Regions from separate parts of the Mus musculus genome. Here region 1 is linked to region 2. A link is a contact called in public HiChIP or PLAC-seq data. All regions are on one chromosome and are shown on one strand. Each heading gives the region's core, a stretch centred on a gene start, on an enhancer-like site or on the middle of the called end of the contact. The rest is flanking DNA. Distances are from core to core; before and after follow the strand shown.

The links. HiChIP or PLAC-seq counts read pairs in DNA pulled down with a chosen protein or histone mark.
Region 1: an H3K27ac HiChIP or PLAC-seq map of extraembryonic endoderm stem cells shows a contact between it and region 2. The contact joins two enhancer-like sites. A contact is called at or near these places in 1 of 39 promoter capture datasets (cranial neural crest), 1 of 115 datasets of contacts at active chromatin or transcription factors (extraembryonic endoderm stem cells) and 1 of 9 other capture datasets (pancreatic islet).

What each region holds. Positions count from the first base shown.
Region 1 is chr15:99,863,787-99,868,417 of GRCm38.p6, forward strand. The region is part of intron 1 of Lima1 (LIM domain and actin binding 1); the gene reads right to left. Among named protein-coding and RNA genes, the nearest start is that of Lima1, 9.4 kb to the right of the region's middle. Within about 2 kb of position 2,850, at least 91 of the 459 cell types and tissues checked have an H3K27ac peak or open chromatin away from gene starts, as enhancers often do. A contact at or near this core is called in extraembryonic endoderm stem cells, where this site is marked.
Region 2 is chr15:99,622,299-99,627,100 of GRCm38.p6, forward strand. It overlaps Racgap1 (Rac GTPase-activating protein 1), which reads right to left. Exons shown (of 17, transcript NM_001253808.1): 11 at 4,164-4,259; 12 at 3,885-4,083; 13 at 1,940-2,045; 14 at 1,629-1,761; 15 at 1,271-1,394; 16 at 1-26. Among named protein-coding and RNA genes, the nearest start is that of Gm34765, 23 kb to the left of the region's middle. Within about 2 kb of position 3,208, at least 4 of the 459 cell types and tissues checked have an H3K27ac peak or open chromatin away from gene starts, as enhancers often do. A contact at or near this core is called in extraembryonic endoderm stem cells, where this site is marked.

The DNA of each region.
Region 1 (4,631 bases), core at 1,600-4,099, 240 kb after region 2:
CTCCCCAAGATTGATGCTCCATTCCTTATTTCTTAGGGATTAATTACAAATATATTAATATTGATGCTTTGTCGTCGTCGTCCCCTATCCCACCTCCCACTCCACCTCCCCACCAACCAAGGCCTTTAACCTGATGAATGCTTTGCCTGCATGTATGGCTGTTCATCATGTGCATGCAGTACCTGTGGAGGTCAGACGAGGGCACCAGATATCTTGATCTGGAGTTCAAGATGGTTCTGAGTCACCATGTAGGTGCTAGAAATAGAACCCATGTCCTCTGGAAGAGCAACCAGTGCTCTTAACCGCTGAGCCATCTCTCATCCCTGAGCTTCTTGTTTTGTTTTTATATAACCCACGATAGCCTTGAACTTGCTACGTAGCCAAGGTGACTTAAACTCGTCTCTTGTCTATCCTCCGAGTGCTGGAAGTGCAGGAGGGAGCTATACAGAATTAATCAATGGTTCAGCTGAACTGTGATGTTTGTCTCTTAATGCCGATAGCGGTGCCTTTCAGTTAACACGGAAAAGTCAACTTTACTGGGTTTCGGTTTTGCTCTTTATGTCTTTGCCTATGTATTGTGTGTGTGAATGCACACGAGTACATATGTGTGCGCATACTGTATACAAGCTTATTTGTATGTATGATAGCATGTACATAGAGGTCAGAGGTCAACTTCAGATGTCTGCCTCTACTTTCAACCTTTTTGAACTCTCTCTCTTCTCTCTCTTTCTCTTTCTCTTTCTCTCTCTCTCTCTCTCTCTCTCTCTCTCTCTCTCTCTCTCTCTCCACTGCTTATGCCAAGCTAGATGGCCCACCACCAGCTTCCAGGGACTCTTGTCTTTGCCGCCCATCCTGTCATAGGAACATCAAGGTTACAGGCGAGATACTGAGTATGGCTCTTTTGAATTCTGGGAATCCAAACTCAGTTCTCATGCTTGTGTGGCGGGAGCTTTACTCGATAAACGAGTCTCAAGCTCATCACTTAAAAACCGGATATTAAATGACACAAATATTCTGAGCGTTATGTGAGGGGGGAAAGCAAAAGTGCCTTGAAGACTTGAGCTGCACTGAAAGGCATTTATGGAATAAAATCTGAAGCCGATGTTAGAGAAAGCACGGAATTAAAAAAGTAAGGTCGTGAAAATGGGAAAAGGCTGGAAATCAGTCAGTTACCTGGGGGTTACACTGAAACAGGAGGTCAGCTGTGAGTTCAAGACCAGTGTGAGGGGGGAGGGAAGGAAAGGGGAGAGAAAGAAGGGGGAAGAAAAAAAATTTTGGTATAATGTCAAGTTTAATTAGTTATAAGTAAGCAAACCTGATTCACAGCTACTGTCGAAAAGCATTTCTGCTTAGTTTCATTCCAAGTCAATAGAGGGAACATAATTCCAGCATTCCTGGGGTGCTCTGGATAGTTCCCTCCGCTCCGCCCCCCAGCGGAAAGCAGAAGCCTGCTGGTTCCTGAGGCGTTTACCGGCTGGGTTCCAGGTTTTGAAAGAGTAATTAAAGAGTGGGTGGTGGTGGCGCTTGCCTTTATTCCCAGCAGAGGCAGGTGGATCTCTGTGAGTTCAAGGTCAGCCTGGTCTACAGAGTGAGTTCCAGGACAGCCAGGGCTACACAGAGAAGTCTGGTGGAAAACAAACAAACAAACAAACAAAAGCAAACCAACAAAGGGGGAAAAAATTAGAGGCTAATGAGAGCCAAAAGCGCCATATTCTCTCAGTGGCACCTCAGCGAGCAGACGCGCAGACGCACATACGCACATACGCAAAGACGCAAAGACGCGCAGGCGCACACGGTGGCAGCAGACCCGTATCCTGATCCTGGGATCACCTTGGAAATCTGCACCCTGGGACCAAATCCCAGCTGCCACTGTACCCTTTGTCCTACAGAAATCCTCAGAGGGTGCCACCTGACGTGAACTCACATGGAACTCCTCGGGCTGTTGTCCATTTAAGAGATAGCGCCACACCTCTTTGGACTGCAAACCCACACAAGAGTCGTTAAAACTCGAAGTCTATCTTCAATGCTTATTCATTCGCTCAGCAAATATTTACTGAGCTCTTACCACACTGGGCAGGGTCTGCGGCTCAGAGTTAACAAGGTAGGCAAGTTAACAGATAGGCAAGGTCTCTCCTCTCAGGAAACGTCCATTCTGCTGGAGAATGGGACAAATGAAGGATGTGACTGGGGCAGGCAGGCAGGCAAGCGCACCAAGGGTAATTGGTGTACGGAGGGGAAGAGGCCAGAGGCTCCAGAGCCGCTCCAGAAAGCCTCCCGATGAATGACATTTGAGCAGAATGCAGAATGAGGGGGAGGATACAGGCAGCCAGCCAGGGGACAAGAGGAGGAGAATGTTCTAGGCAAAGGCCCTGAGGCAGGAATAAAATTGCTGGGGAGTGAGCTAAGAGGGAAGGACAAGATGACTAAGAGTGGCAGCCAGGTTCAAGGTGGACTTAGGAGCAGTTGGAAAGGACTTTAACTGCTATATAATACTATGGACACAAGATAAGATATATTTCATATACTGTGAGTATCTGATTGCTCACTGTGCGCACTATAGCTACAATGAAATCAAAACCCTCTTTCGCTTATAATCTTTCAAGGAAGCAATCAGTCTGAAAGCGGCAAGGAGAGAAATGAAGCAAAAATAAAATGACAGCCACGGACTCAAAAGTCAATACTAGAATATGCCTGTTGAGGTTTTTGGTTGTTTTGTTTTGTTTTGTCTTAAAGTCGCGTTTTATTTGGATTCTTAAGAAACAGGGGTGCATCAGGAATGGGGTGGGGGCGGTCTGATGCTGTGGGAACCACAAAGGCAAGGAGGCAGGAAGGGAACCGGGCGGGTCCAGGAAACAATGAATCATTTGCTGCAGCAGCGCCAGGAGGGTGGGTAGTGCGGAGAGATAAGCCGGGGGAAAGATGCTGGGGGCATCTTGACGGTCTGAGATTTAGACCGTATCCTTGGGTACTGGTTCCCTGAAGTGTCTACATGACTCTAGAACTGTTAAACGTCACATTGCCACAGGTATCCCCCAGAGATCTAGGTAGGACCTGAGAACCTATATTTGATCACCACCAGGCAGTGTGCACCAAGGCGATCCTGGAAGCCACAATTTGAAAATTCCACACTCTTGACCTTTTTGTTTGTTTTAGTGGCAACCTTGCTGGACTGAAAAGGGAGAGCCCGAAGTCCCTTGAAGGGATATTTAAGGGCTAGGGCAAAAATAAATAATTAAATAAATGAAGGCTGATGAGAGCCACAATCGATGCTGGCTTGCACACTCAGTGATTTCGAGACCCAGTTAAGATCTTGTCTCAGGAATATCAGACTGGGGGACTGGAGAAATAGCTCAGTGGTTAGGAGCACATACTGTTCCTCCAGAGGACCAGAGTTCAAGTCTCAGCACCCACATTAGGCAGCTCTGGACAGTGTGCGACACATCTTATGTATCATCTTCAAGTTTCTCTCTTACTTTTTTGAGATAAGTTCTTCTCATAGCCCTAACTAAGAGGGAATTAAAAATGAATGCTTATCTTATGTATCATTTTCAAGTTTCTTTCTTACTTTTTGAGATAAGCTCTTCCTCCAGCCCTGGCTGTCCTTGAACTCCTGATCTTCCTCCTCTCAATCAAATGCAGGAGTTCCAGGCACAAGCAACCGAGCTCAGCTCAAACAGTAACATTCTGAAAGAGAGCTCTCTACAAATCACAAAGTAAACTCGAAGAACAGCTTCTATTTGGAACAGCAGACATTGTCCAATAACTTGACATAGCAACACCAATCCTCCTGCCAGGGTGAGATAGGAGAAACACGATAGGATTTGTGGGACAGGCCAGCAGGGCTCTTCTAGCTTAGGCTATGAGCTTCCCAAGGGTCAATCTGTGGGAGTACCTCAAAGCGTTGCACCAGTTTTTATTTTAGCTTCTGAAAGTTAAAGGGCCAAAGCGATTATCTCAAGGTTCCATGAAAGCTTACTCAAGGGATCCGATCTTCCCTGGGGAGTCTGGAAGGGGAAGCAGGGTGGGGCAGGACTAGAAGTGACTCTAGAACTCTTGCTAACTGCAGCTTTACAGATTGGACTTTGGGATCGAGAGCCCAACCCTTTCCCTTTCCTCTTACAGAGACCTGTCAATGAGTGACTTGTCAATGAGTGATCACCTACTGGGAGGGTCCCCAGCTCAGTCTGCACAGAGCTTTTATCACACCACAGCCTCAACTTCTGACACTTCCCACTTTTCCAACCCACTCATTCAGTCTGGCTGGAAAGCCAACCTTTTTCCCCACGATCTTAACACTCCAAATAAATGAAAGAAGCAAAAAAACCTTAACTGTGAGGACCAAACAAAACAAAAAAAGGAGACGTGGACTGACAAAAAAGGCAAGTCACTGAAAAAAAAAAAAAAAAAAAGGAGATGGAGATGAGTGTGTGACAAATGCTTGGTGACTAAAAATTAAGGAAAGACAAGTAGGCCAGGGTGATACAATCTGTAATCCCAGCCGCCGAGGCTGCTTTGTTCACGGCCAGCGGAGTCCACGGTTCGTGACGACTCAGTTTCAGAATAAAGCGAATAAATACAAACAGATGGAGTCAATTGCATTCAAGCACTTAGTAAATTAGCAAAACTTAGAA
Region 2 (4,802 bases), core at 1,958-4,457:
AGTGGTCACAGGCCCCAGTAAGCTCACTTCAAATAAAAACGAGACATATTTTTAAGTGAATGGGAAAAAAAGTCCTCTTGAAGATGGATGGTTTACACTGACCCGCCTCTGACGGTCAGACATGCAGCAGTTAACAGGTCATTTCTGCCCTTGTTTTGTAACTTGCTCTTGAATCTTCTGAACTATCCAACTACTCAACAAACAGCTGACATTCACTTCCTCATTCAGACAATTCCCAATCTCCAAACTTCACACATCTAACATCTGAACTTTTGACTTTTACATATACTATAAAAAAAAGACACCATTCTTAAAAAGAAGCTTTTAATATGTCTATGTGATGGGAATAAAAGCATTCTACTCATGGCAGCAGAAATGGCAACGTCACATAAGAACCAGATGGAAGGCTAGCAAGCCGACGGCTCCAGGGCAAAGGCACAATCGATCCCTGGGACCCACATCATGGGAAGGGAAAACCAATTTCCTCAAGTTGTCCTTTGACCACCACAAATGCACATGGCATATGCACCCACACATAAAATAAATAAAATGTAGTAACAATTTTCAAAAATGAAACCAAATCAATAAAACATGCTAACAAACCTAAAGTGAGACTTAACCCCAGAAATACCATCGCAGTGCTGGAGAGATGGCTCATCGGGTAAGAGCACTGACTGCTCTTCCAAAGGTCCTGAGTTCAAATCCCAGCAACCACATGGTGGCTCACAACCATCCATAATGAGATCTGATGCCCTCTTCTGGTGTGTTTGAAGACAGCTACAGTGTACCTACATATAATAAATAAATCTTAAAAAAAAAAAAAAAAGAAAAGAAATGCCATGGCATTGGATGGGACTCTGTAACTATGAAAACTGATGGCAGGCGGTGGTGGCACACACCTTTAATCCCAGCACTTGGGAGGCAGAGGCAGGTGGATTTCTGAGTTCGAGGCCAGCCAGGTCTACAAAGTGAGTTCCAGGACAGCCAGGGCTACACAGAGAAACCCTGTCTTGGAAACCCCCCCCCCCCCCAAAAAAAAGAAAAACTGACGGAATTTTCAAGTTGGTGGGGGCTGATTAGGAGTTAAGAGAGGGCCTCATGTAACCCAGAATGGCACTGAATTCAGTGTGCAGATGAGGGTGACCAACTCTTTGCCTCTGGCCCTCTATTACCACACCTAGCCCAGATATTACAAAGAGCTGGAAGCTCAGGGAAATGGCCCCACGGCCAAGCTCCTGAAGAAGCACAAACTCGGTCGGGCAGAACTGACCTTTAACGTCTGGTGTGCGTGGTGTTGAGTTTCCATTGCCTCGCTGGCTGTCTATGTTCTCTTGGTCCACCATCATGAACTGATTCCAGTACTCCAAGGGGAGAGAGAGTAGGCGCTCCACCACCTAAAGGGCACAGAGCCAGCCTTACTGCAGGTTCTGTTGTTGGTGTGTTTCTCAGTCTCTCTGCAGCCCAGGCTTGCCTAGAACTTGTAGACCAGGCTGGGGAGATCCTCCCAGCACAGCCGGCCACTGCATGTGCTCACCCACCACGCAAGGCTTATTTCTGTCATTGTGCCACGTTAGTGCATTGCAAAGATCAGACCTTCTGCATCTGTGTGTGCACACCATGAACCCTACCTTGAGCTGACGTTTGATGTCCTGGAACATTGTCACTGGATCTGGATTGGGCACAGTATGGGCAACTATTGTAGGGCCAAAGACTTTAGCTAGATTGGCAATATCCATCTTAGTGTCTGGACTCTGAGACACTCTGAATAAAAGATTATATTAAGAAACATTATTCAGGGGAGGTGGGGGGAAAAAAGAAACATATTATTCCTCTTAAATATACACCAAAATATACATTCTAGAAAAAACAACTCACTGTCCACACACTCTTCTCCTTGGAAGATTCCCTAGCTCTCAGACTAAGCATCCGCTGTACTAACCTCTGTAGGTGGATCATAAGGAAGGCTAGCGTGTCCCTGTTGGCCTGGGGCAGCTCACTGACAGCCTGGTACATGGCGGCTGTGCTGTTGTCTTCATCTGTTATCTCTGTGATGACAAGAAAGCATTAAAGGTCCAGGCTCTTCCCTGGACAGCAGCTTCAAGGCTATCGACCACAAAGGCCCACCTATACACGGAGCTTCTGAAACTTCTGATGCGGTTCATGACAGCACCAGACTCTAGTTTCATTAACAGGCAGGACACTGGCCAACAGTTCAATGAGAAGTCAGAACTTCCTAAAACTCAGTTAAGAGAAAGCAGCTGGCAACCCATTTGCTGGGAAGACACACAAGTGCAGTGATAAACCATCAACAATCATAGGACACTTGAGGGCCTACTATGTACCACGTGCTATTTTTAAATGTGAGGATAACGAAACGAAAAGAGGCCTTGTTTAATGGAATAAATACTCTAATCAAAGAGCTGGTCAGGAAATGCAAAAAACAAAACACATGTCAAGCAGTATTCAGGAAAAAAGAAAATGAGCACGTGGAATGCTAAAGTAACAGGGCCTGCTTCTCACAAGATGGCCATAAAGGCGGGTTTTGTGGTTAGTTTTAAAAACTGGGTTCCAGGTAGCTTACTCCAGTCTCAACTCACTATGTAGCCAAAGCTGGTCTCAAACATCCGGCCCTCCTGCCATCCTTCCCAAGCGCTGGACTACCACGTCATGCACCTGGCTTAGGAAACGTGTTTCTAAGGACAAAATGTGTGAAGAGAAACCGGGGAGAGAGAAGTAACACAGTACAGAGATGTCAGGGGAAGCTGCTAGGGATAAGACTGCAGCAAATGGGAAGGACGTGAGGTGGGTGTGTGCTACAAATCCAAGACTCTGGGCTGGAGAGATGGCTCGGCAGTTAAGAGCACTCACTGGCTCTTAACATATACATAAAATATACACATAAAATAAAAAGAAATCCAAGACTCCAGGATTAGAAAAGAGGAAGGAGGGGCATAAAGAAAATGGTGTTGCAGACAATGACCAGGAGCCAAGTCTGCAGGTCTCTTCAACCATGTTAAAGACTGGAGTTAGTCTAAAAATGATGGACAAGCCAGTCCATGGTGGCACATGACTTTAATCCTAGCACTTGGAGGCAGAGGCACGTAGATCTTTGAGTATGAGGCCAGCCTGGGCTACAAAGTGAGTTCCAGGACAGCCAGAACTACACAATGAAACCTTATCTCAAAAAACAAAACAAAACAAAACAATGGTGGACAGAGACAAAAGGGCCACCAGTAACTCTGAGTGTAAAAGGACCACACCAGCACCACACAGATGCTATCATGTAGGGGCACAAGCAGAAACTCGACAATCTGTTAGCAGGTTCTCAACATATTCTGAGGACAGCTGAGTACCAGGACTCGTGACAAATACCAAATTTAAAGTGTATTTACAGGCTGCTAACAAGGTCTGTGGTGGAAAAGAAAGGAATCAAAGCTGGTTCTATTTTCAAAGGGACAACCTAAAACCTGACCAAGAATCAAGACCCACAGTGAGTCCTACGAAGTCTAAGTTAGTTTAATTCTTCCCTTTATTTTATGTGTACACATACGTTGCCAGCATTTATGTGGTGCCTGAGGGGGCAGAAGAGTACAGCAGATCCTTCCGGTCTGGGGTTCCAAATAGTGTGACCCACCCTTGCAGAAGCTACGAATCAAAACCAGACCCTCTGGAAGAGAAGCCAGTGCTCAACCACAGAGCATCTCTTAGCCTCTCTAGTTCAGGGAAGAAACGGCATGATGGGAGGCGAGGACAGTCACTCACCCACCCAACAGTCTGGGTACCTAGGACACTTCAGACACTGCACAGGTGGTGGAAAAATTAGTAAACTGTAAACACAGCTCAGCCCTGGATCGGCTGACGCCACAGTCAAGTTCTGCCTTCACCTGCTGCCTCCATGAAGGCTTTGCTCAGCCAGAAGGTCAGGAGGGGCTCTTTGAGGTTGCGCAGGAAGTCCTTCAGGAGGCTGCAGATGACGTGGATATCGTCCACTTTGCTGAGGAGGGGCACAGTTTTCACCTTAAGGAATTTTTCTTTCAGTTCTTTCACTGTGCGGTCACAGCCTGAGATCCTGTACAAGCCTGCCTGTTATAGAGATGACACTTACTTAGGAACTTCCAAATCACCATCGCAGACCACAAACTCACCGGGCTCAAGCTCCTCACCTCAGTCAGGCCTCGCTGCTCGATCTCATTGACACAGCTGACGACAATGGCAGGGATCATGGGAGAAGCCTGCGACACGAAGTCGGCCAGCATGCCCTGGAAGAAGGGGCTTTGTTATTTACACTGCCGAGACCGAGAGAGAAGGGCTCATGCACAGAGCTGTCACTAAACACTAGCAAAGTGTGTCAGCGTCTGAACTTCTATTCTACAAGTACGTGCTAAAACAGACTCGGGGACTGAGAGGTGGCCGGCAGCTGAAAGCCTGTGCTGTTCGCCAGAGGACCTGGGTTCACTTCCCAGCACCCACATCAGGGGGTTCACAACCACCTGTAACTCCAGCTCCAGGGGACTCTGACATCTCTGGCCTCCAGAGGCACCTAAACTCCTGTGTATATACCCTACTCATACATAGTTTAAATAATAACATTTCTGAAGAGTCTTGGAGGAGTAAGGTGCAGCTCAAGGCCTGACATGAGCATACGCCTGACAGGCATGAGGTCCTGTGGTGGGCGATGCGTGTATCCCAGCACACTGGAGATAGAGGCAGGAGGAGCAGAGTTTGAGGCCATCTACATAGAGCCTTTAGTCACTTCTGTCTTCATGCTGTGGTCTATATAACCACACACACTTTTTTTTTGT